2 separate regions of the Zea mays genome follow, and region 1 is linked to region 2. The links are chromatin contacts, called in public Hi-C maps. All regions are on one chromosome and are shown on one strand. Each heading gives the region's core, a stretch centred on a gene start, on an enhancer-like site or on the middle of the called end of the contact. The rest is flanking DNA. Distances are from core to core; before and after follow the strand shown.

What was found. A called contact is a pair of places that touch in the nucleus more often than the background predicts.
Region 1: a contact with region 2 is called in a Hi-C map of tassel, with 4 times the contacts expected there. The contact joins the promoter of LOC103654267 here to the promoter of LOC100191809 in region 2. A contact is called at or near these places in 7 of 25 Hi-C or Micro-C datasets (ear, leaf, root tip and 2 more) and 1 of 3 datasets of contacts at active chromatin or transcription factors (leaf).

The regions. Positions count from the first base shown.
Region 1 is chr4:188,558,987-188,563,376 of Zm-B73-REFERENCE-NAM-5.0, forward strand. LOC103654267 (probable LRR receptor-like serine/threonine-protein kinase At1g67720) reads left to right here and starts at 1,698. Exons shown (of 15, transcript XM_008681100.3): 1 at 1,698-2,171; 2 at 2,678-3,221; 3 at 3,560-4,065; 4 at 4,174-4,306; 5 at 4,389-4,390. The coding sequence starts at 2,096.
Region 2 is chr4:188,400,627-188,405,095 of Zm-B73-REFERENCE-NAM-5.0, forward strand. It overlaps LOC100191809 (putative RING zinc finger domain superfamily protein), which reads right to left and starts at 2,069. Exons shown (of 3, transcript NM_001137234.1): 1 at 1,298-2,069. The coding sequence starts at 1,975. LOC103654265 (a long non-coding RNA gene) reads right to left here. Exons shown (of 2, transcript XR_565990.2): 1 at 4,437-4,469; 2 at 4,069-4,352.

The DNA of each region.
Region 1 (4,390 bases), core at 448-2,947, 160 kb after region 2:
AAGTTCGCACACAAGCTCTCAACCACACAGACACAGGTTTGACACATACTCAATGCTACATACACACAGTGGAGGTAGGGTATTACGCTCCGACGGCCTGAACCACTCTAATCCCTCGTGTCCTCGTGTGTTCATCCCAAATCCACATAACAGGTAAAACGCTTAGGCCCCCTCCTCATCTTAGGATTAGGGCGGGTGCATTCCGTCACCCGGCCGGTGAATTTCTCCCACCGACAGATACTTTGGCTTGTTAATAAACTAGTGATATAAGAGGCTAATTGGCGAGACATTGGTTTATAAGGACTCCATTATATAGCTATCTAGATATTAACTTAAATTTTCCTTTGTAGTTATATACGATGTATTGTAACTTGTGAAAAATGTTTGGTGCGTGTGAGAAATGACAATGTGGTATTGGACCTATAGTGACAATTGACAATCCACTATCGTGTGATCCGGCACTAGTGTCATGAGTATAATTGTTGGGTTGTTGTCTAAACTGGTAGTATCACTCAGGATACCACTAACGGTTTAAGATGATATCTGGTAATGATATGTATAAATAATATTATCAGTTTCTGATATGAACCAACTATGATGTGTTTATATCACTATTGGGTTATCCATGTAGCACTGGTGGATCACCCTATCACTATAAATTAACCGTTGACATAGATTTCAGCGATGATGGGATTTCTATCCGACAGTCTGGATGAGTCTGGATGTGGGTAGATGTGAGTCTGAATGTGTGTAGATGAGCAAGATGCCAATGATAAAGTGCAATTGTTGAAAAAATAGCTTACCTGATATGGCTCTAGCCAAATAAGCTCTAATTAGTCTAAACCCCTTTAGAACAAAAGAATATTTTTTGAATCCTACATTTTTCTATATTTTAACCAATTCATGTGAAATTCCTATATCATCCCTATGTTCCAAAGAGGTCCCTAGTGAGTCCCTATTCCACTATAAGAGTATCTCTAACTGTGATTTAAATCAGTGTCGTAGTTTAAAATATAGGGCTCAAATCATAAAAACAGCTTCAATAGTGTCTTATTTTATATTTTTCATAAAAAAATAATATGGGGCACACCATAAAGTGACCCTAATATATTACACCCTAGGTTAGCGTCATATCCTTGTTTTCTACATCATTCTCTACATTTTATTTCCCAATAATACAATTTACTTCCTAAGATGGATGATTTAGGGCCTAACTGTTGAAGTACAATTTGTTTTGTTATGCCTTAACATGTTAAATTATGTATTGTTTTAATTTTTGAGGGACTATTTTGTGGCACATTGTTGGAGATGCTCTTTACCTGTGGCATAAATCACTGCCACGTCTTGAAATATAGACTTAATCATTAAAAACAATCATAACAATGCCCTATTTTACAAAATTTTATCAAAAAAATTTAGGGCACACCATAAAGGGACCTAAATATACTACATCCCATATTAGTGTCATATCTTTATTTTGTACATCATTCTTAACATTTTTTCTAACAATATAATTTACTTCCTAAAATATATAATTTAAGGTTGAAACTCAATTTGTTTTTATTGCATTAAATATATTAAATGATATAGTATTTTAATTTTTGGAAATGTTATTTTTTGAGAGACGAGATACTTTAGTAAAGGTAACAATGAGACGAGAAGTAATATAAATATATTGAAAATTGACATGAGTTGTCATCGGCCGTCATGAGCTGAGGATCCTCTCCATTTCGCACGGAGACGGAGTCCCAGGCACCCAGCCAACCTTTTTCTACTCTTCTGGCAGTCTCTGTCTCCCACACATTCTCTCTCTAAACTCCCATGTCAGCCCGTCTTTATCGATTAAGGTCACTTTACCACTAGTTAAAGACGAGCGCCGCGTGCAGACGGAGTGGTAGAAAAAGCTGGATGTCCATCGCCTTGCTTCCAGGTTTTCTCCAACCATGTCCACCAACACACTGATCTAGTACTAGGACTAGTACTAGATCGATCCTGCCTGCCTGCCTGCTTGTAACAGCAACAGCAGCAGAAGTGGCGCACTGTGCTTTGCGGTGGCGGAGGCTGCGAGAGAGGAGGAACTTGCAAGCCGACTTCCATGGCTGCCGCCTTCTCCGCCGCTATCCTCTTCCACCTGCTGCTGCTCCTCTTCTCGCCGTCCGCTGCGCAGCCTGGTGAGCCGTCGCTCTCCTGACTCCTTCCGAGTCCCAATCCCCATTCTCATGTCCAAAGATTCGTTTTTTTTAATTTCCCCTGGTTGTTTTGTTTAGGGCGGCACCGCCCTTTCTCTACCTAGTTTACGCATGCATACTCATATAGTCAGTGTCATGGGGAGAATGTTCCGGCTTCTCCAGCAGATTTGCGAGATTGCAAGAGGAGGAATGTGCATATCCACACTGACCCCCTGTTTGATTTTGCTCCTTTGCATTCCATAAATGTTAGTGCTAGTAAATCTAACCTAACGGAGTAAGCAAGCAACTACTCTGAATTGGCTATCTCCCATCACGAAGAATGGGTTTCACAAAATTGCCATCAGACTCCTCGGTCACAATTATAACCACAAGGAGTCAACGATTACAATGGCAAATAGCTAATTATATCCATTTGTGGAATGTGTGTGTTGTACTACATCTAAACCTCACCATCTTTAATTTGCCCCCTTCCCATCCTGCTCCTGCAGGTTTCATTAGCTTGGACTGCGGGGGAGCTCGTGATCACACGGATGCCATTGGGATCCAGTGGACCTCTGATGCCAGCTTCGTCTCTGGCGGCCAGGCCGCGCAGCTGCTGGTCCAGAATGGCCTGCAGCAGACCCAGCAGCAGCTGACCACCGTGCGCTACTTCCCCGCGGACAACAGGAAGCACTGCTACACCATGAACGTCAGGAACAGGACGCGCTACCTTGTCAGGGCCACTTTCCTCTACGGCAACTTCGATAACAGCAACGTCTACCCGAAGTTCGATATCTCCCTCGGAGCGTCTCCCTGGTCCACCATCGTCGTCGACGACGCCACCACCCCCGTCGTTGAGGAAGCCATCATCTTGGCTGCTGCTCCCACGCTCAGTGTATGTCTCTCCAATGCCAGCACGGGACAGCCCTTCATCTCTACTCTGGAGCTTCGACAGTTTAACGGTTCGCTCTACTACACCACTGACGAGACACGCTTCTTTCTTGGACTGTCTGCGAGGATAAATTTTGGCGCAGGAAGCAATGATTCAGTGAGGTACTGATACTGCCACACCACCATGCGTACTGATGCCTTTTGCATTGTACATAGGCTTCAAATCTGGCCACAATTATAAACTAAAATTGCATATAAAAAATATATAAACTTAGTATCCTGTCCTGTGTGTAGAACTATGGCTGCATGATTTGGTGATTGTTGTTACATTCTCTGTCCTCGTCAGCTCAAAGATCCACAGTCCCATGTCACTGTTCTGCTGCCACATATCAAAACTCTGATCAAGCTTCACTTTACTGTCATTACTAAGTTATAACAGGAACTACATTTTGTTTCATGCAAACAAATAACACAAGAGTTTTCCTTGTCTTGTTCCACAGATATCCTGATGATCCATTTGATAGAATCTGGGAATCTGATTCTGTGAGGAGAGCAAATTACCTTGTTGATGTTGCTCCAGGGACTGAAAGAATATCAACTACAAAACCCATATTTGTCGGTACCAACGAAGAACCACCTGAAAAGGTCATGCAAACAGCAGTAGTTGGCCAGGATGGGTCATTGAACTACCGCCTTGATTTGGAAGGTTTCCCAGCAAATGCTTGGGGAGTCTCGTATTTTGCAGAAATTGAAGATTTGGCACCAAATGAAACGAGGAAATTTAAGTTAGAGGTCCCTGGCATGCCAGCACTCAGTAAACCAACTGTTGATGTGGAGGAGAATGCTCAAGGGAAATACCGTTTGTATGAACCAGGCTACACGAATTTGTCACTTCCGTTTGTTTTCTCCTTTGGGTTCAGGAAGACGAATGATTCTTCAAAGGGGCCTATTTTGAATGCCCTGGAGATTTACAAATATGTCCAAATTACTATGGGATCACAGGATGGTAAGCAAATTGTGCATGGTTCTGCTACCTTTTCTTTTTTCCTAGCTGCAACAGCCCATTATGTTTCAGAATAACAAATCCACTTTGGGGTGTATGCAAAATTCACAGCAAATATCATGGCCAGCATGGTATCACGATATCCACAGGAAGGTTGGGCACAAGAGGGTGGTGATCCGTGCTTACCAGCATCATGGTCCTGGGTGCAATGCAGTTCAGAAACTTCTCCAAGGATATTCTCAATGTATGACAATTGACAACCTTGTCATTCTGCCTTTTTTTGCCTTAATGAATTAGTATTTGACACCTATTAAAAAAATTTCCAGCA
Region 2 (4,469 bases), core at 819-3,318:
GGCTGTAGTTTGTATTAGGCATCCAAGAAATAAAGATCCTCCTTAGGGCGGGATCGTCTTGGGTCATCCTGGCTGGGCACAACGCCAGCACAGGGAACCTAGTCGGTCAGCGTCCTCCTCTTCCCTACGCACTGCTTCATTCCAACATCCCCCTCCACTCACCCTTGAGAGACACCAGGAAACACAAGTTACGGACTTACCAGAGGGAAGTCGGTAACATATGCTTATGTTCCCCTCTCTCCCTAACCCCATGTATCTTTCTTCTATATGCTTTGAGATGTAGTACCCTTCCAATGTAAATTGCCGTCCCCATGGCTAATGCAATGGAATCCAGGCCCTTGACAGTCAAAAAAAAAGATTCAGAACTGAACAGACATTGAAACAAACGAAATATCCTAAGCACATGGAAACAGAAGCACTAGCCTAAGACCTAAGCACACTGAAGATGTACACAACACCAAAAACTGGCACTGAACTAGACATATCTTTAGGTTTACCATTCTTACTGAACAGGTGAATTAAAACATGTAACACAATTCAGTTGTGTTACAACAAATGCTTCATTTTTAGTGTTATACATATAACTAAATGTTTGTGAGTATTGAGTACGACTGACTTCTTAGTGAACTAACCATTGACTGAAAACATGATGATTGATCAAGGCATGGGTAAAGAAATACATTGAAACCACAAAAAAAGTTAAGGGTGGTAACATCTCAAATTCTAACACTTAGGTTTCTGCTTTTTTTAACTAACAAAGCAGGACTTTCATATGTTTCTCATGAATAGTGAGAGCAGAAAAAGCAGTACAACGTTTTCAAATTGAACTGGTAAATGAAAGAAGGAATCAACAAAACAACAGAAACCATTGAGAACTGGCTATCAATGAAAAAGTCTGACGGATAGATTATATCCTTATTCCTCTGTGCTGTAATAAGCAAGACAAGCAGCGCAAGTTTAGATAAGTAGTCCAATTATAGTCTAAAGTAAATTACCAAATCCTGTTCAGTAGACAGTACAGCGCTGCTAGCTTGTCCACTCAGATGAGTACCCAGTAAGATTCAGAATTGAACCAATACTAAAACAGGGAAATATCCTAAGCACATGGAAACAGCAGCGCCAAATCTATCTACTAAAATAGTTTTTTTATTGATTCAACTAGACTCGTTCTCTACTAACGATATCTCTTAGGCAAGTCATGAAGTCAATCAACTAATATAAAATAGATGGAGGATTTATCTTGAAGTTTCTTTTTAATCATGGATTTATCCAGGAGTTGGCATTTGGCATGTCATACATGCTTGTAGAGAGGGCCGTAACCCGTAACCATGGTGACACTGCGGATGCCCAGCCCCAGAGCTGCGTCGAGGCCTTCCATCAGCGCCATCAACTCCACCATCATGCGGCCACCCACGAAGCGCTCCACCAGCTTCTGTATCCTAAGGACCTCCTCCCCCTGCGGCCCATAGATAGCGACGGCGAGCACGGCGACGCTGGGGTCCCGGTCCCGCGGGGCCACAACCTCCCTGCTCGCCATGCCCTTGGAGAAGACGCGGAACGGCGGGCAGGGCGAGGACTCGACGGGGCGCTCGAAGTAGTCGCCGTCGTGGTCCCACTGTTCCTCGGGGATGGCAGCGAGGTCGCGGGCGAAGAGGGCGTCGTGCGCGACGACGCGGGCGTTGGCGGCGGCTCGGGCGTTGGCGGCTCGGCAGGCCTCGGCGTCGCGGCGGTCCTCCTCTGCGCGCGCGAGATCGGCGGCCTGGACGGCGAAGGCGTAGGTGGCGTCGGAGGATGACTCTGGGGCGGCTTGCGACGATGATGACGGGGCGGCGGCATTGGGCAAGCCGAGGGAGGCTTGGATGGCCTCGGCGACCTGGAGCTGGAAGGCAAGGTCGAGGTCGGAGGCCGAGATGGCGGCGGAGAATGCGAGGGCGACCTGCTCGTGCAGGGCGGCGAGGTCGTCACCGCCGTCCATGGCTGGCAACGGCGGCGGGAGTCGGTCGCTTCTCGCTTGGGGAGGCGAGACAAAGCAGTCGATCGTCTCGATCAAGAAAGAAAGAAAGAAAAGCAGTCGTTCGTTGTGGGCCGGCTGTTGCCGTCTAGTGGGCGTGGGCTTGGCAGACCGGGCTGGCCTATGTGAGGCCGCGCTCCAATTCACTCACTATTTTGTTTGTTTGTTTATATATATACACTAGGTCCGTGCGTTACAACGGGGACATATAATATCTCGATAACTTATATATACAAATATGTGTTATGCAGTTATGAGATAGAGGATGACATCCGCGAGCTATCTGGGATGACATCGAAGAGAAATTCGGGCCTGTGATGCACGGGCACTCACCTAGTAGTGTATTATATAAGATAGGTCAGTGCCCGTGCATTGCACCTAGTTGTGAATGAACTGGAACTGAGTGAACATAAAAAGAAAAATGATATCCAATTAAATTGTCTATACTGCATGTTTTAGTCATCGCCTGATTAAGCATCCACTTGAAGCCAATAGCAGTAGTGCACTCATTCTTGGAATCACCTCTCCTCAGCAGCTGATACACGCACAAAAGAATTTGGCTAGGGCTGAATCACCCATCTACCAGTTAGCACGGTCGCTCGTACTATGAGAGCAATGTCGAGGGGTATACCAATGAAGTAGTAGCATCCGGCGTTGATGTAGGCAACGATTGCTTGCCACCTGCAGCCAACGCCCACTCCTTCATCAGTCGTTGCCTAGTGAGCAAAAAGCTCAGTACCAGTAGTAGTGGGAAGAACACAACAAATGCATTACTGAAGGCGGATAAGTCTGTTCTCCAGTGAACTAACTTATATAAAAACTGTAGTGACACTTGGATTATACCTATGACCTATGGTTTAATAGTGTCATTTTAGTTAAATACATAGCGCTATTTCCCCAAGTTTATGAAAAGGAGATTACTGGTTTACTGATCTTCCCATTTCTCTTAACCTCTTAATACCTTAGCATTAGTCGCACATCAGTTAGTGAAGATGTACATGAATTAAAGAAAAAGAATTCCAACCTCAAATATCCCAACAGCAAGGCAAACACAATGATCGTCTTCGCCAAAAGCAGGAGCACAATGGACAACACTCGTCCGACCATCATCCGTGACATAGTTATCCGCAATAACTCTAAACGCACTCTCTTGAAGTTCAATAAAAAAAATCAAATAGAGCAGTATATATGTAACCAAAAAAGGTAACAACCCTAAGCAATTATAAGAACCAAAAAGCTACAGGTACATCAATAATTCTTTGCTTTAGATGATAAATTTGAGCCCCCAGCACCCCACAGGGCTACCAACAACATATTATAAGTATAATTGTAGCTACAAAAAATGTAAAAATAAAAACAAACCACAACATAAACCGAATAGCAGTAGTCACATAACTAAATAAGCATCCAGGTTTGCACCCCTGAAGTTAACAACTCAACACAAACATAATAACCAAATAACTAATAAAGCAGTACCAGGCATGCGTTACACAAAGCGTTACACAAAGGAGCTCCAACCTAACAGCTCAACTAAAACCTACAGTACAACAAGGACTCGCTCAGGAGCACACAGAAGTCCAGTTTAAACTAAAGATGCCCATCCCCTAGTCTTCACTCCTTGGATGACTTGTTGATCAGGGACTTGTGAATGTGCGGTATGACACCTCCGCCTGCGATGGTGCCCTTGGTGAGTGTCCAGCTCCTCGTCTCCACGAATAGCTAGCTGCAAATGGCGAGGGGTGATACGCTTCACCTTCAAATCCTTGCTAGCATTCCCAGCTAGCTGCAAATGGCTCACAAGTTAGATCCATACAAAAAATATTATGCATGAAAATGTAATATTTCACATGCTTGTAACTCGCTGGAAATGCAACAAGAACTCGTCTGATTGTCACAACTAATCACAAAAAAACTCTTGTACATGTTCATACAAATGAGGAAGAATGATGACATTAAAACATTTCAGCTGGATGGAAAACAAATAAAAATTGAGTGAACAAACATAAAGGATGGGAAACAAATTAACTACCAAAAATTTTGTTGTCACCAAAGCAATATAAACAATATAAGCATTTCATGAGAAATGGTAGTCAGAAAATTTATGGCATACATTGTTATATAGATCCCCTTGGTATACCAAATTCTGTTTACTACAAAATTGAGTGAACAAACATAAAGGGCCCATTAAGCCCAATAGCACTCTTAGCAACTAATAATAAGATGATCATATAGAAGTCTGAACATATTCCAGCAAGCTCTCAAACTATGGTGTTTGCTGCGCTAGCAATCCTAGGCCAAAGATCAGCACACTCCTTGCCGATAGGTCCAGTGATAGCGGAACCTACAAGACAAATTTGATAGTTTGTCATGCCATGCCAAACAGAATAGGCCCAATGCTGGAGGAATTATAGTGGACAATTCATACCTTTCATCTCACCCTTGGGATTCACAATCACTC